2 separate regions of the Columba livia genome follow, and region 2 is linked to region 1. A link is a contact called in public Hi-C data. All regions are on one chromosome and are shown on one strand. Each heading gives the region's core, a stretch centred on a gene start, on an enhancer-like site or on the middle of the called end of the contact. The rest is flanking DNA. Distances are from core to core; before and after follow the strand shown.

Evidence for each region. Hi-C and Micro-C count contacts between places; a contact is called where the count stands out from the background.
Region 2: a contact with region 1 is called in a Hi-C map of crop, with 6 times the contacts expected there. The contact joins two enhancer-like sites. A contact is called at or near these places in 2 of 2 Hi-C or Micro-C datasets (crop and liver).

What each region holds. Positions count from the first base shown.
Region 1 is chr10:12,214,364-12,217,063 of bColLiv1.pat.W.v2, reverse strand. All of the region lies in intron 3 of PDZRN3 (PDZ domain containing ring finger 3), which reads right to left. Among named protein-coding and RNA genes, the nearest start is that of PDZRN3, 66 kb to the right of the region's middle. Within about 2 kb of position 1,348, at least 2 of the 3 cell types and tissues checked have an H3K27ac peak away from gene starts, as active enhancers do.
Region 2 is chr10:12,354,068-12,356,767 of bColLiv1.pat.W.v2, reverse strand. No RefSeq gene overlaps it. Among named protein-coding and RNA genes, the nearest start is that of PPP4R2, 37 kb to the left of the region's middle. Within about 2 kb of position 1,252, at least 3 of the 3 cell types and tissues checked have an H3K27ac peak away from gene starts, as active enhancers do.

The DNA.
Region 1 (2,700 bases), core at 99-2,598:
CCATTGTCTGCAACCATATGAACTTAATATTTTACAACAGTTTTATGTACAGATTGGAAATCTGATTTCAGTTACTCCTACTGCTGCTTTATTTCATTTAAGGAAATTGGTATTAAATTGTTGGATATATTTATGTGTCCACATTTGTTACTACTTTAGCCTGTCTGAAGTACCGTGCAACCTACAACACTTAATTCTCACCATTAATTAAAACTCTTACAAGGTTAACACACCCAGGAAGGAGGATTGGGGAGCAAGTGTTGTGTAACAGATGAACTAATATAAAATATCAGTGTGATTTAATTAGTTGATAATGGATCATTAATTACAAAGCTAGTGAAATGAAACACATTGTTGTGGGAACACATAATGGAACTATTGAGAAAGAATAGATTTGTTTTTACTAAGTACTTGTCTGCTAAGAAAACCACCTGTGCAAATAACTGCCTCAAATCAGATGACAAGCAGATTTTTTATTGCACAAGAAAGATTTCGGTTTCCATGACAATGCACCTAGGTCAAAACAGCAAATTGTGCATTTTTCTGCAATAAACATTTCATTTACTCTAACAGGTTTAACATCCAGGTTTATAATGTGTCTAAAATACATTTATTAGCTAGCAATTATTTAATACAGCAGCTTCTGCCCAGAAATTGCTGTCCAGTGACTAGGGATTCAGCCAGAAGTGTATGGGATCTATCCTAAGCCTTTTGGCATTTTAAACAAATGCTGTAATGCTGTTTGGCTCACAGTAACCTACTGTGAGCTCTGGGGAGGAATAAGCAAACAGTTTAAATGTTATACAAAAGTTTTTATTTAATTGAATTCAAGCATTTATAAAATTATATTAAATTAGGTCATATTTGTAGGTTATCCAGTATTTAACATTTTCACCAGTAATTGCCTGTACATCTAATTTAAAATTTAATGACATTATTTAAGAAAAAGGTTCTCTTGATCTGAGGGCAAATATGCTTTATTTATAGGCCCTTTCTCAGACCGAGAATGGAAAGTACAAATGTGTTACTCATTAAGCCCCACGTTGTTACGTGGTTGGATGACTAAATCACTGCTTCCCCAGGGTGCCTACACCAAAAAGCGCTGGAGTCAGCGAAAATAGAAAAATAGGTGTTCTCATTTCCAGTGTTCCGAATCAAAAAAACAATTAGTAAATCTCTGAAATAATGAGGGGTTTTATTCACCAGAACTGCCTGGATGTGGCTCTATATTCGAGCTCCGAACACTCGCTCGAGACTTGATGTAATTACGTCTCAGTTGGAGAAACAACCGAGTAGTCTCAGCGCAGCCCCGCTGCGTGGTACCTTCATTGCTGACCCAAGCCCAATGGTCAACTTTGTGTTGACTTGATAAGACCTGGACTGATGCGCCGCTGTCTCCCCACCTTCTGGGCTGGTTTCTTTTGATTCTGGCCAACTCTGTGTAAGTGGTGAGTTCGCGAGGGCTCACAACCACAGCTGTTTCTGGGACTTGCCTGGCAGCCCCTTGCTGCCCCTGCATGGGCACGGCAGCCCTGCCTCTGCGCTTGGTGCAAAAGCCAAGGGACGTGCCACATTCTGGAGCATACACGTGCATTAGGTGTGACATTTTGCCTTGTAAGTGTTAGTACATAAAATACTCCTCCTAAAAACGGTTCACTTCCCGCAAGGAGCAGGAGGAAGATGAAGATGAGGAGGAGCCTCCTCAGTGTCCAGCAAATGTTTCCAGGTCACTTTTAGCCTGACTTTGCAAGGAAACACAGCTTGTCCAAATGTGCTTTCTCCAGTCTCCTCCCAGGAACTTTTGAACTTCTTGGCTAATTTCTGCCAACCTTGACAGATGGTGGGAAGCCGAGATGACACCCCAGCTGCCGTGGGAGCTGGTGGGGGCCGGGGAGGGCAGGAGCCAGGTGGCCCAGGAGCACATGGGCTATGGCAGGCAGGCCACGGCGCAGCGAGTGTTGCTCGGTGGATGGGTCACAGGGACACAAGGGAAGGCTGAGGCTCATGTGAGAGAGGGAAACAAAAGATTTAGGAAAATCTGTTGAGAAAAAGGGCTTTAATTTATAAAATAATGGTTTGATTTGCTTTGCTGGCCGTAGAACTTCTTTTTTTGTTGTTGTTAATGTCATCAGCCCAGCCTACATGGTAGAACACACCTTGTTCTTTCTCTTGTTTCAGTCTGAGCCGTGTTCAACAAAGGGGTAAGACAGAGAGAGGTGCTGAGGGTCCAGCCGTGCTCTGTAGCGTACACACTTCAGGGCCAGTTCATTTCTAGTTGCAGTTCTTTGTGTAAAATGCCACTCTGGGCATTTTCCTACATTATACGAGCTGGATCTAAGGATGAGTTAGCACAAAGGAGAATTCATGCAGCAGCAGCGGGTGGGACAGCAGGGACTGGACTAAAACCACAGCTCTGGAGTGGCTGGGCTGGAAAAGCATGAAAATGCCTGACAGTATTTTATGGTTACTTTGGAAAATGAAGTGTAATAATCACCTTTAAGTCTGTAATTCAAAGGTAGATTGTTGTGTTGTGAGTGAAAATAGGCAGCCGTATCAAACACCTTTTAATGCACGTATTTTTTTGAAAAGAATCTCTTGAGATGGCCTGTGCAAGCTCGGCTCCTTTTTCCTAAACTTTCAGCTAAAATACATTTAGAAAGACTTTTTCTTGTTTCACTAACAGTACGTAAATGCAGGTCA
Region 2 (2,700 bases), core at 3-2,502, 140 kb before region 1:
AGTAAATGGAAACTGCATTCCCCTGGTGACACATGTGGCTTGGCTGCTCAGCAGGACCGCAGCACGGCCTCCCTGGGGGTCAGAGGCTCTCTGTTGCACAGCAGCAACCAAAGTTTGGTTTGCCAAGTAGAGGAGAGGTCTGTGACAGCTGTCAGTGACAGTAAAACTCCTCTGAGCAGTGCCAGGAAAGGCCTGGCAAACCCGCCGCACTTGGAAGCAGTGCTCTTTCTTCTGAGCAATATGGTTACAGACAGGAGACAGGTTGGGGAGTGTGCTGCCTCTCATAGATGATTTCTGACTTTCTGACGGGGACTCAGGGTTTGAGAATCGAGGGAGGGGGCTGGGGGAGCAGCTGCCCTGGGCCCTTTGTGCCCTGGAGCCCCCAGTCACTGTCCCAGCAAGTGCAGCAGCAGCAGGAGCCCAAACCTGTCTCAGTCTCTCTGTGCCCTGGAACAGCGCAAACATTTTGATTTAAGAACAAGTCCAACTTTTAAACTGGCACTGCCAAGTCCACCTCTAACCCATGTCCCTGAGAACCTCATCTATGTGTTTGTTCAAGCCCTCCAGGGATGGTGACTCCACCATTTCCCTGGGCAGCCTGTTCCAATGCCTGACAACTCTTTCTGGGAAGAATTTTTCCCCAATATCCAATTTAAACCTCCCCTGGAGCAACTTGAGGCCATTTCTTCTTGTCACATCACTTGTTACTTGGGAGAAGAGACCAACACCCTCCATGCTACAACCTCCTTTCAGGTAGTTGTAGACAGTGGTAAGGTCTCCCCTCAGCCTCCTTTTCTCCAGGCTGAACAGCCCCAGTTCCCTCAGCCGCTCCCATCACACTTGTGCTCCAGGCCCCTCACCAGCTCCGTTCCCTTCTCTGAACGCTCTCCAGCACCTCAGTGTCTTTCTTGTCGTGAGGGACCCAAAACTGAACCCAGGATTTGAGGTGCAGCCTCACCAGTGCCCAGTACGTGGCGACGGTCACTGCCCTGGTCCTGCTGGCCACACCGGTGCTGACACAAGCCAGGATGCTGTTGGCTTTCTTGGCCACCTGAGCACATTGCTGGCTCCTGTTCAGCCGCAGCCGAGCTCCCGGCAGGGGGCGCTGCCGCCTCGGGAACGCGCGCGCCGCCGCCATTTTGCGGGAGCGGGAAGGCGGCGCCCGCGCGCAGGGGCTCCCCCGCCTGAGGGAGCGGCAGGAGCGGGGTGTCCCGTGTCGTGTCCCACCCGTGAACATCGGCTCCTCTCCGCACAGGGGAGCGGCCTCCGGGCCCAGGCAGCCGGCTTGCTCCGGTCAGCGCCCGAGGTGCGCTGTGAGCTGCCCGGAGTGGGAAGGTGAAAGGCGTGAAAAGGGCGGACGAGTTAAATGGCCGAGGCAGCCGTAGTTACCCTCGTGCGTGTACACTGGCAAAAGCCTTAAATCTTCAGTGTGCTGGGCTCTGATGAGGTGTTAAATAGAGCTGCTGCAGAAAGATCCTGCTCTCAAGTGCTGAGAAATTCAACTGGCTTCCCCCAGATGAGGTGATGAGCTTCCAAATTAAAGAGTTTTTTAAAACTAGCAAAGCAGGAAGACTTTCATAATTTTAAATCCTGCCCCTTTAAGATTTACACCTTTGCAAACTTTCCTCTTTAACTTGCAACCTTATTTCAAGTGAAAGTTGGTCCATTTCTGTATTAATGTCCTGGCTCCAGGAGATGGAGCTTTACAATAAATGCTACAATACAGTGACTGAAGAGGCCGTGGGGGAAGAGGCCGAATCATGATGAGTGTTGCAAAAACTTTTGTTTACTCCTGGCTCGAAGTTGGAAAGTACCGTAACTGTCACTGTATCTGCAGGTGACAACAGGCTAAAGGTGACAAGTTTTTGTGAGCAGTGCCCATCCTGCCAGGGGTCCCTGGCGAGCCTCTGCTGGCTCAGCTCCTCAGCAGATTAGGACAAGGAAGGCAGTGCAGCACACCTGCCACCCCTTCCCACCCTCCCAACCACCCCGTGATCTTCTCTGCGCTCCGCCAGATTGCAAAAGCTGTTGCAGCCAGACAATGGAAGAGGTATCACAAAATCAGTGTGAGTAACAAAGCTTTTCAGCACTATGTGCTGCGTTGAGGGGGAGTATGATCTGTTCTCTTTGCCCGTAGTTCTTGGGAGTTACAGATTTAGGTAACCATAGGGAAAGAGACCAGGTGTTGAGGTAGTTGTAACGGTAAGTGATGCAATGGAATAGCTCACCCAGTTTTCTCAGAGCCCCTCTCCCCACTTCTTCTCCATGATGGAACCCAGCCCTAGGGTTTAGTGTGGACTAAATGACTTCTTCAGATTATTTCTACCTCTAATATTTTTTTTTTCCCCACCTTCTAATTCAGTGTTTCTGGAAGGTTTCTGTTCTATTGGGCTAGAGTTTCCCTGAGCTGGTTCAGTCCACTTGGTGGTAGGATGGTGTGGAATTGTGCATCTGCCTTGCCCTTGGAATCAAAATATATAAAATCCAGAACCTTAAATCTGAGGCCCAGATGCAGTATCTGGGAAGCTGAGGATGCCTCCTGCTAGAAATTATGACAATCAAGAGATTAATTGGTCTTCTCTTTCCTTCTTCAGGTAGTTTCTTTTTTATCTCTTATTTTAGGCACTTAAAGTCTTTTCCTGTCCAGTTTCAGAAGAGCTGCGATAAAGGTCAGTTGCTTGGAGTGTTCAAGATTATTCT